2 separate regions of the Oryzias latipes genome follow, and region 2 is linked to region 1. A link is a contact called in public Hi-C data. All regions are on one chromosome and are shown on one strand. The core of a region is the stretch at or near the end of the contact, and the rest is flanking DNA. Distances in the headings are between cores, read along the strand shown. Region 1 overlaps LOC101156340 (POU domain, class 2, transcription factor 1). Region 2 holds the start of LOC101156834 (protein capicua homolog).

Evidence for each region. Hi-C and Micro-C count contacts between places; a contact is called where the count stands out from the background.
Region 2: a contact with region 1 is called in a Hi-C map of embryo, with 3 times the contacts expected there. The contact joins the promoter of LOC101156834 here to the enhancer-like site in region 1. A contact is called at or near these places in 5 of 5 Hi-C or Micro-C datasets (embryo, fibroblasts and gastrula embryo).

Annotation. Positions count from the first base shown.
Region 1 is chr11:16,679,711-16,684,908 of ASM223467v1, forward strand. It overlaps LOC101156340 (POU domain, class 2, transcription factor 1), which reads left to right. Exons shown (of 16, transcript XM_011481010.3): 16 at 824-5,198. The coding sequence ends at 1,203. Among protein-coding and RNA genes, the nearest start is that of LOC101156593, 32 kb to the right of the region's middle. Within about 2 kb of position 2,586, at least 2 of the 8 cell types and tissues checked have an H3K27ac peak or open chromatin away from gene starts, as enhancers often do. A contact at or near this core is called in embryo and gastrula embryo, where this site is marked.
Region 2 is chr11:16,747,794-16,753,165 of ASM223467v1, forward strand. It overlaps LOC101156834 (protein capicua homolog), which reads left to right and starts at 3,210. Exons shown (of 22, transcript XM_011481012.3): 1 at 3,210-3,422.

The DNA of each region.
Region 1 (5,198 bases), core at 1,336-3,835:
GACAGTCATTGACGACCTGATCAAGGAAGATAGAACAGATCATTGCTGAAGAAGCGGGCTGTTCACCGAGTGCTGCATCCAAACACATTACGGAATTTCCCTTAGAAGGTCTTGAAACAAAGCTCTTTGAGGACTTTGAGGAAGATTTAAAAGGAGGAGTATCCTAGAAATGCACTACAAATGTTACTTTCCTTGTACCAAATCACTCTTGAACCAAAGACAAAATCAGAGGGATCTTATCTGGACTAGGGACCAAAATAACTGCAATGATCTTCGATGATCCAAAGTCCTTCTGTCAGATGAAAGTCATTTTTTTTGCATTTCATTTGGAAAGTTGCTTGAAATCCAATGTGAAGTTTCCGCAGTTTGTGGTGGTTTGAGGAACAGTATCAGCTGCTGCATTTAGTACGAAATGCAATGTCAGGTTTAAAAATACAGCAAGCACCTGCTGGTTTAGGGGGAATTGCATTCCTCACCAGGACTACATCCCATAAGGAATCTGTTTAGAGGACAATGCCAGACAACAGACCCAACATGGCAGATGAGCTGAATGTCCCCATCAGAATAACCTGGGCTTCCATGAAACCTCAGGATCGACACAGACAAATTTCCTTCCTTCCTTCCTTCACACGGTCATACTTCTCAGTTGTAAACGTCTGTTTTTTTAGCTGCAGATTAGTTTGCTTGCAAGTTTTGGGTTTGTTCTTCATCTTTAGAGGAGTTAAAGGTCTACATTTAGACACTTGACCATCGTTGTCATTCTAAATCTTTAATCCTCTGCTCTTTCTCTGTTGTTGCTTCTTCATCTCCTCCACCTGACCAGCGCTGGCAGCCAGCGGCGGGCAGCTGTCTCTCTCCAGCCTTGAAGGGGGTCAAGGTCACATCCTTCTGGGAGGACCTGGGGGCCCCACTGTTTCCTCTTCTCTTCGTCCCTCTCTCTTCCTCAACCGCCCTGGCCTCCTGCCTATGGTCACCTCCATGGCGACAACCTCCACACCCACCATGGGGTTGGTCAGCAGCAGCGCCGGCAGTGGGTGTGGCCTGAGGCCCTCTTTTTGCCAGTCTCCGCCCACTGGCACCAGCAACCTCATGAGCCCCAGTTTGTGCCAAGAGGAGTCAGTGTCCCCTTGTTCAAGCCCCGCCTCTTTCTGTTCCTTCAGCGAAGCTTCGCCACCCACTTTGGGCGGGACCATGGCCGACTGATCGCTGAGTGGCACCCAAAGAGCCTTCTCCGAGCTGGATGAGGAGGAGGAGGAAGAAGAGCATCAATGACGCTTTAAGAATCTAAATCTACAACCTCGCCTTTTAACCAAAGCCATCTCTCTGTCTGCTTCTCCCTGGTTTCGCCTCTCTCTGTGCTCCTCACCACTGAAGTCTTCTGAAGCCAAAAATTGTACACAGACCGATGAGGGGGATGGAGAGGAGAGAGGAGAACTGGAGAAGATAGAGAGAACTGCTGGGCAAGGGGGACGGACGGACTTGAAAACCAAATAATTAACTACAGTTGGAGAAGCGGCACTGAAACGCATTTTTGCCTAACAGAAAAAAAACGGATGACTTGCTTTTAGAGGCTGCAGACAACAGAGGAAAAAAAACGATGAGGTCAGGGATGAAGACTGTGTGTGAGAAACAGGAGGCGAGGAAAAGACTGACGTGAGCCTGGATAGTCATATGATGCTTGAGAGGAGGATGCCTGATAGGAACACACACTTGTTTGATGTAAACCAAAATCTCCAAGATACCAAAAAACTAAAAACCAAAAAAAGACAACAAACGGAGAGAAAAGCTTTAGTTCCAAAAGACTTTTACTTGTGATCTGTCCAGCTTTCATTCATTGTCATTTCATCTAGGATTGATTTTTTCCATTTTTTTAGTCCAAGACTTGCATCTATTTTTCTATTGTTTTGTACTCATCTTTCATAGGACGCTTAGTCTGTTACACCTGAACCCAGGATATCTACCTCCCTGTCTTAGCCACTTGAGACTGATCGTCCAACTTTACAGCGGCGGATCAGTTGACCTCTATAATGACAGCCCACATTAAACAAAGTAACCTAAAAACTATCTCCTAGGGGGGTCGGTGTCATTAATCCCAGGTAAACATTTAAACATTTGGGGGTTTGTCGTTTTTTTGTTCAAATGAAGGAATTCTTAACCAAATATTCATCTTCAGCATTCATCTAATGTCTGGAAACCAAAGTATGGACTCACACCAAAGGCAAAGAATTATGCTTTCTTTTGCATTGTTTCCCGTCTTTGATTTGTTACCACTCAACATCACGCCATCTTCCAGACCGCTCATCTTCTCCCACCAGACAGTCACTCTCGGATACCAAAGCCTAACCTCTGGCAGCGTTGTCTCTGGATTCGCCTGGAGACGAGTGTCCAGACAAACCTCAGCAGTGTCAAAGGAGAAACATACACACACGTCTTGCAAGCTTAACAAAGACCAAAAAAAAAAAAAAAAAAAAAAAAAGAACAAAAGGAGGAGGTGAAACACTGACGTTCCCCAAACTGCCCCCAAACCCTGCCCTCCCTGCATTCCTCCCATCTGCCCCTCTCCTTTGTCTCCAAAGATCACATCAAAAGGCCAAAAGAGATGAGGAGGAGAAGGAGTAGCGGTCAGGAGCAGAGGAGCCAACGGTTGGAATAAGCCTCCGGGAGGGGGGGAAAGCAGGACAAAAGAAGGGGAGAGGCAGGAGCGCTTGAAGCAGCGGACCAAAAAAAACCAAAAAGTCACTCAAAACCAAAAGCTACTTTAACTGCTACTAGTTACTGTATGAATGATTAAACTGTAAGCAAACCAAATACAAACAAAGAGGGGGAGGGAGCTAGGGAGAAAAGGGGTGAGTAAAGCCCTGTCTGTCCGTATTTATCTGTGATTGCCGTCCTCGTGTCAACAGACAGAAACGCTCCCTCCTTCCCTCCCTCTGCCGACAGCTTTCCTCTCACTTTCCTTTCCTGGACAGATGGAGTAAGGAATAACCTCAACAAACTGACTTAAGAATATATAGATTTTGATTTTTTTTTTATTTCCATTGTGCGTCTGTTCCTGATGTCTGGGTTCGTCTCATTGGTTTTTGCTTTTAACGGAGAATGGGACGTTTTCCCATGGTGTCTCTTTGATTGTGCTCCAGGTTTTTAACTTTTGATTTGCGCTAACAAAATGTAAAAATGTAGCTTCCATGAGAGAAAAAGATTTTTTTTTAAACTCATCAGTTTGTTCAGAATGTTTAACATTACAAAGCCAAAACTTAAAACCAAAATCTTTTTTTTTTTTGGTACAAACCAAATACAGCAACCTGTTGACCAATGCACAAGCTGTGTGTCAGACTGCGTTCCTGCATGAGTGCCGAGATTAATCCTCCACAGACGAAGCCAACGGGACACAAAATCCCTGCTTTCACCATCACACTGATCTCTCCTCTGTTTGACCCCTTTAGCTCCCATCACTCTCATTTGGATCAGATCAGATAAAAAAAAGTTGGAACTTAAATCTAAAAATGGAAACACTTGCAATTCTTGGAACATCTTCAGCCGCCTGACTGACGATGAAAACCAGCGTGTTTTATCGCAAATGTCCCACTTCTAAAGTTAACTTTTGGGAGAGACGATCGGAGGGATTGGAAGAGACGTGAAAGCAAAACCAGCAACAAGCTTTAAGGCAAACTTTACACCATAAAACATGTTCATCCGCTCATGTTTTATCCGTTCATGATGGTTTGAGAACCCAAAGCTTTAAAACTCTTCACAGGCTCCTTGTTGGGTAAAAAACTTGTATTTATTGTGTGAGCAAGGTGTGTGCTTGATGTGGAATATTATGTCTATAATGTCTCTAACCTTATTTATTTATTGATTCTTATTTATGTATTTATGGATTCTATTTAAGTCCTCTTTGTACTAGCTTTTCAGGGGTAATAGTGAGGCAGGAAGGTGGTCTTGAGTTCAAGGCGAGAAGATCTCAGACGAATGTTGCAGAGCAAACCCAAACCTAACGACTGTTGAAACAGGAGACGGGGAGATAGGAGGTGGGAAAACCGCGGTGGAGGAACTTCTCATTATCAGGTTCAGGTTTCTTCAGACTTTCATGTCACCTTTACTCACCCCTCATGTAAAAACGGATCAATACTTCTGTTTCCATATAAAGAGTTTATAGTTTTCTCACCAGGTTATGGTTAAGGTTTCCAACCCCCAGCGGTCACCAAGTTAACAACAAAGAAAAGAAAAAAAATCACCAACTATTGAAGTTTTTGTTTTTTTAAACTTTCTTTAGTTCTTTTGAAATTAAACAAAGTCAAAAGAAGACTAGCTGTTATTTTAGCATGTTAGACTCAGTTTTACATGGCTTTTTGGCCAAGATGTAGTTGCCTGAAAAGTTTTATTGAAACCCAAAGCAAGTTATCTTTTCCAGATGTGTCATCAACATTGACTGTATGTGAGAACTGGACTGAGTGAGTGTGATGTCACCCTTAGAAAAGGACTTACTTACAGCTCCAATGAATCAAAGTCAATTCAGTCAGCATATTTTCATAACCTGAACGCCTGCATGTTGGAACCAGACAATGTCAGTAAGTAGTTATTGAGCGGAGTCGGCCTGAGTTAACATTTTAATGGCAACCATTCTCACCAATCAGGGGTGAGCTTGTTGGAAGTCCACACCCCTAGTAATTCAAAGCGGGCTCGGGAGAATCTGTCAATCAAATGCTTTGAACCTATTTTAATTGAGGCGTCTTGGTCATTTTAAAACTTTAATTTAAAAAAATTGGGATTAACGGGATTTTAAAAAGTTAGCAGATCGAGAATGGTTATTCTGAGAAGAAGAAGACTGTTTCCACAAAGAAGTCTATGGGATTTTGGCTTCTCAGAACCCGCAGGTATTTCCTGTTTGGAACACCATGGGGGAGGGGTCACTCAGTCCAGTTCGCATATACAGTCAATGGTTGTCACCTGTGTCATCGAGTCGAGCCTCGTTCACTCCATACAATAATGCATTTGATTTGATCTAAACTTTTCCTTTTCCTCCTCTGTAAGTTTTCCCCCTTTTCGTCTCCTCATTGCGCTTCATTCTCTCCGTCTTAATGGAGGGCCGGGGGGGGCTGGACACATACCTCTGATCCTCTGATGAAAAACCAAATAGAGTCTCAAGCTTTAATGAAGAAAGACAAAACACAGAATACATCATTTGTCTGAACTCAGGA
Region 2 (5,372 bases), core at 1,960-4,459, 69 kb after region 1:
TGTGCAACTTTGTTTAAAAATCCTAACAGTCACCCTTAAAGGTCAAGGCCAGACTCTCCAATCAGATGTGCGTGACCTTCAAGCTCTCAGATGTCGGCGTGTGGGAAACTGTCATCAGAATCGATGCAGCCACACGGGCTCAGAAGCAGGTTGAAAAGTCATTGTCATTTTACACTGTGCCTGGAAGTAACCATATATCATCTCTGCAGAGAGACACAAGCCATCTAAGAAGATAGTGGACATGCACTCTGGGTCTAGATGAGTCCGTGTTTCAAGTTTCACGTGTCAAATAGGAAGAGATCGTCCAGGCTGCGAAAAGGACAAAGCATTTTCATTGGCACAGCTGACAGCATGTGTGAGTGTGATGCAGAGGTGTGTACTAAAATATCTGACATTTGCATCTTTGGAGGAATGCTGGACCTCCTAAAAAGGCCTGAGTGTTGTGAAAAACAACAAAAACATTAGATATTAAAATACTAAAGTCTCCCTCAAAACATCTTTTGATCTATTTTAAAGCATTCCCAGTGGTCTTTTAATGATGATTATGTCGAGTTTTTGAACCAGAGACCAGCTCAGACAAGGAAAACAAAGAAGTTCATGGATCTATTTTTCTACAAGTGGGTCCATCAAAATGTAGCACAGCAGGAAGGTCATAGCCTGCTGATTGTAGTTTGTATACAACAACTACAAACTTTTTCAAACTGCATTTTTTGTCTGCTCCTAAGTCCCAATGAATTTAATAAAGAAATAATCAGAAATCTAATTATAATATGAATTTTATTTTTTTGTGTCCTCCATAATCAGAAAAGGCTACAAGAACATCTTAAAAACACCTTAAACCCATTAGAATGGGTCTCAAAGATATCTAATTGATGATTTAAAGTGGTAGTAAAGGCATCAATGTACAGATTTTTACTTTTTCTTTGGCAGTCTGCCGGTCTAACTCCCTTGCTGAATTTTAAAACCCACTGTTGGAGCTGACAGTACTCTGGTTGAGTACATGTTTCCTGTCAATCAGCCAGTTAACAGCTATTTAAGGACTGCAGGCTCTCATATTCGTTTGCACATTCTGGCATGAACGCGGAAGTGCTTTCAGAGTCTCTTTTTTGTAATAGTTTTACAGAAAAACTGGCATATAGACCTGCATTTAGTTGGAAGCTGCTATTTTTTAGAGCTCACGTGTTTTTGTGAATCCTAGATGGGAAAAGTGATGATATTTATTACATGATTACAGGACTGAAGCCATACTGCTGAGTCACCGTGGGGGCTGTCACATGGTCCTCAGCGGTTCTTCTCCGTCCGTGCTCAAACAGATTTGGGAGGACCTGGACAGCTAACACGAGGAGGTTATTTAGAGCTTTACGAGCTTATTGTGTAAGCATTGTCTGTGAGTAAGTGTTTGGGTGAATCATTCACACCTGCTGCTGAATCTGTTCTACATCTGCTCAACTTGAGAATATTGGCCCCGCTGAAGAGGCTGGATCTTTGTCGCTCTTGAATCGGAGGGCGTTGGAGTGTGGCGTTGGTCGTGGTGCAGGGCCTCGTGGAGCCTTTTAGCAGTTAAGTGGCCCTAAAGTCCACAGGATTTGGGAGGGGCTTAGCTGCAGTTTTCAGCCTTGTTCTTAGAAAGTGCTTAAAGGTGTTAATGCCACATGGATTTGCAGGGCTCATTCACAACTCCACTTATGCAGCAGGAAGTCCCATTCTGTCTGTCCTTCAGCATCTGGTTCCCCTCCATCTTTGACTGGAACCTCGTCTTTGTATCTTGTCCTCACGCAGAGGTTTGTTTCTCGGTGAAGCATTACGAAACCAGCCGCCCTCCAAGTGAAAGCAGTCAGACTGCTGTGCTTCTCCACCATGGGTGTGGAGTCTCTCTGCACTTTGCCACGTTGCTTTTTCGGTCACAAGTTGCACATGTTATGGCAATAAATGATGCACAGCAAATAAATTAATGAGCACGAGTGTGCACAGGATCAGAGGGTGTTATTGTGTTTGTGGATTCTAAACAGGCTGCCTTGTCTGCACAAGCTACTCAAACGGCTGTGTGTGTGCATGCTCCACCACACGTACAGCTTATATAACGCTCAGGCGTGTTCTCACTATGCTGTGTGTGCAGGTGCTTGCTTGAATGTGTGCTCCCTGTTGTCATTGCTTGCGTTTGTGTAGTCGGGAGTTCAGTGCGCACCACTGCAACAGCCAAGATTGTGTGATCATTGACTGAAAATCCCCTTCTGCGTCTGTCCCCTATGGAAACAGAACATAGTTCTGTTGTATGAAGTCCCTGCAGGATGTGTTACTCAAGAGTTTTGTTTGTGTCTGATCATTTGCATGTTGTGTTGCTCCGTGCACACCCGTCTGTGTCTGCTTGTGTGTGCACAGGCAGACCTACTGCGCATTTGGGTCACTCTCAGAGGAACCATAATCCTGCGTTCAATTTACTCACTTGGGTTTCACTCTTCCTGTTTGGCCAAGCTGATGGCAACAAGCACAATGACCTCATCATAGCACACGGCCATTGGCCTGCAGACCTCCTGCCTCTCGACCAATCACATTCAACTCCGGTGACGTATGGCTCGGATAGGCTCCTATGATTGGTGGAGGAGGCTGGACCTGACGGCACTCCGCTGTATTGCTGAGCTCTGATTGGCTTAGAGCTGAGAAAGTTGTCTGTGTGTGAGATGGAGAGATGAGACAGAGAATTTGGGAGTTGGTGTTTTTGTCTTTTGTTGAAACTACACTTAACCTGTGGATTACTCAGACTGGAGTGCGGACACAAAAGCACAACAAAAATCGCGGAAGAGTTTTTTTTTTTAAGTCAAATGTTTAATAAGAGGAAGCTGACACTTTTTAAGTTTTAGAATTGCTTTTTACGGGTCGCTCACACCTGTTTTTAAAAGGAGAGTATACAATTGTGTCTACCACACTATTTAAACAAACAAATGACAAAGCAATAAAAAAGCGAAAGAAAGACAGAGGAGGGGAAGGTTTCACTGCTCTTCTGCGTGCCTGTGTGAAGTCTCAGACATGCCCATCTTGGAGTCCTATTGGTCACAGCAGTCTGGCTTTTCCAACAGCTGTTCTGTGTTTTCCCACACGCTGATTGGTCAAGCCGTCCTGTCAATCAGTTTTACTTTGACACGTGGCCCCGCCCTCGCTCCACTTCTGCCGCTTTCTATTGGCTACTGTACACAGTCGTGCTGCGCTATTGGCCGCGCGGGCTGGTTGTCAGGGCTGCTGGGCTCCATTCACCATTTTGCGACTGTAGAGTAGAATGTACGGGGCAGTAGTTTTTCCTCCTTTAAAGTTGACTCGCCAGATAAAGATGAGAGGCCGATAGTTGGCAGGTGCGGGCGGCGAGTCACCGTGCCCCATTTTACCCGGACAACTCCGCAGAGGAAGGCACGCGGGCTCCATTAGCCTCGGTGAGTACCAGCTGCCTACAAATCTCCTGCAGCACTGCGGTGAGGCTTGTTGTGCTCCAGCCGCGGTGCTAACGCTTGTTTGCTATGCTTAGAAGCCCAGTTAGCGGCTCGTCTGAGCGGCGTAGTTTCCGACATCTGGGCGGATTTTATTTATATAAAAAATAGTCCGGCCGGAACGGTTGTTTTTCTATGGGTGGAAAAAAAAGGGGAGAGGTGCGGCGACACACCGCGAGCGAGAAACTTTTCCTCTAGAAAGGAATTCTACGCCATAACTGTTTGTCGCCGGACTTCGCAGAATAAATAGTGAAAAGTACGCCGTTCTTCATCATCGGACTGACACGTTTTCGTGCGGGGTTTTTCTTCCTCCCCCCCTTTCTCACGGCCATTAGGATGAGTGCGTGTCTTGTTTGCGGGCCTTCCTCTTGCACTTGTGTTTGCGGGGAGCTTCTCGGTACTTTGTAACGCCACCGTAGTAACGCAAACGTCAAAGTTGCCGAGGAAGCTTTAGCTGTTTACGTTCCAGCGACTGCCACCGTCGGATTGGCTAAACAAACTTAACTTTTGTGTGGTGTTTGTGGACGCGCGCGCCACAGGAGTGGACCCATCTGTACGGGACACCGCCGCACGAAGAATATGGGTCGCCTGGGAGGGCATTAGGGGTTACTATGCCCGTTAAACCGATTCTCATCCTCGGGGAGGAAGATTTCCAGGAGGCATTTCAAGCGTTGAGCTGCGGCCTGGTCGCTGCACGCCACGGCCTGCAGTGCTGTGGAGTAAAACCGGTAGTAATCGCTGTACTACGATGACTTGTCACGGTACTATCCAGTTAAACCAGAGATTACGACATCGTCGTTTGTTGTTTGCATGCTCTGGAGAAGAAGTTAACAGCTGTTATCTGTGGATTGAGCTCGTTTCTGCAGGTATGCGTCCCAGGCGTGTTCTGTTGTAAGTCTGTTATAAACTGTAAGGGGTTTTTGTTAACACATTATCTACTTTTGAACCCTATCAAACCTGTTTAAAGGCAATCTAGTTAAAACAATTTTAATCTAATTTAGATTTGACATTGGATGATAGACTGAAGACTGTTTAGATGAATAAAACGGACCAAAATGGTATGTAGAAATGTTAAAGGTCAATGGAACACAGAAAAACAGCTGGTGGTGTTTTCCTCACCTCAAATGACTTTAGCCTGCTGGATTCTGCCAACTCTGGTGTTTACTACACACTCATATCATCTTAAATGCTGCCTGGCAAAAAAAAAAAAAAAAAGATTTAAGTTGCTCCCCTGCTCGGTGCCAAATGATTGCTGCACCCAAGAGAAGGACTCTTGCTCTTTATTTCAATCTGCAGAGAGTAGGTTGCATCAGTGTGCCTTTAAGCTGTTATCATGAGGCCCGTGGCTCTCACGCCAGCTGTTGTACTCAGTACACTACTGAGAAACACATGTAGCATGCTATGTCATGACCAACTAAGGCCAGCTGCCAAATTATTTTATGGTGGCTGTTTTATGTAGTCTGGGTTTAATGGGAATTTGCATGGAGCTCTGCTATCAGCCAGCACCAAATACACTCAATACCTAACTTAGTATGGAGGTGCAACACACCCTGATAGGACACAAATAGTCTGGTTTTAACAAGATGTGCAAATCAGGTAACATAAGACGAACACAACTCCCAGCCTATTACACCCTGTTTTTATTTAACGAGGAAGAATGAAGACAAAATGCAGAAGCAGTGCAGAAAATATGCATGCAGTCATTGCTAACGCAGAACTTGAGGTGAAAAGCAGCATTCAGCAACACACTTATATGCTGATCACCCGAGCAGGGAGCGCAGAGTAGAACTGCTAGCTGCCCATCAATTTAGGCCTCATCTAAACTATGTCAAAGCCCATAAGTCTGCAAGAGCAGAAGTAGAAAACAGCCAAGATCATTGCAGCAAGTTCATTACG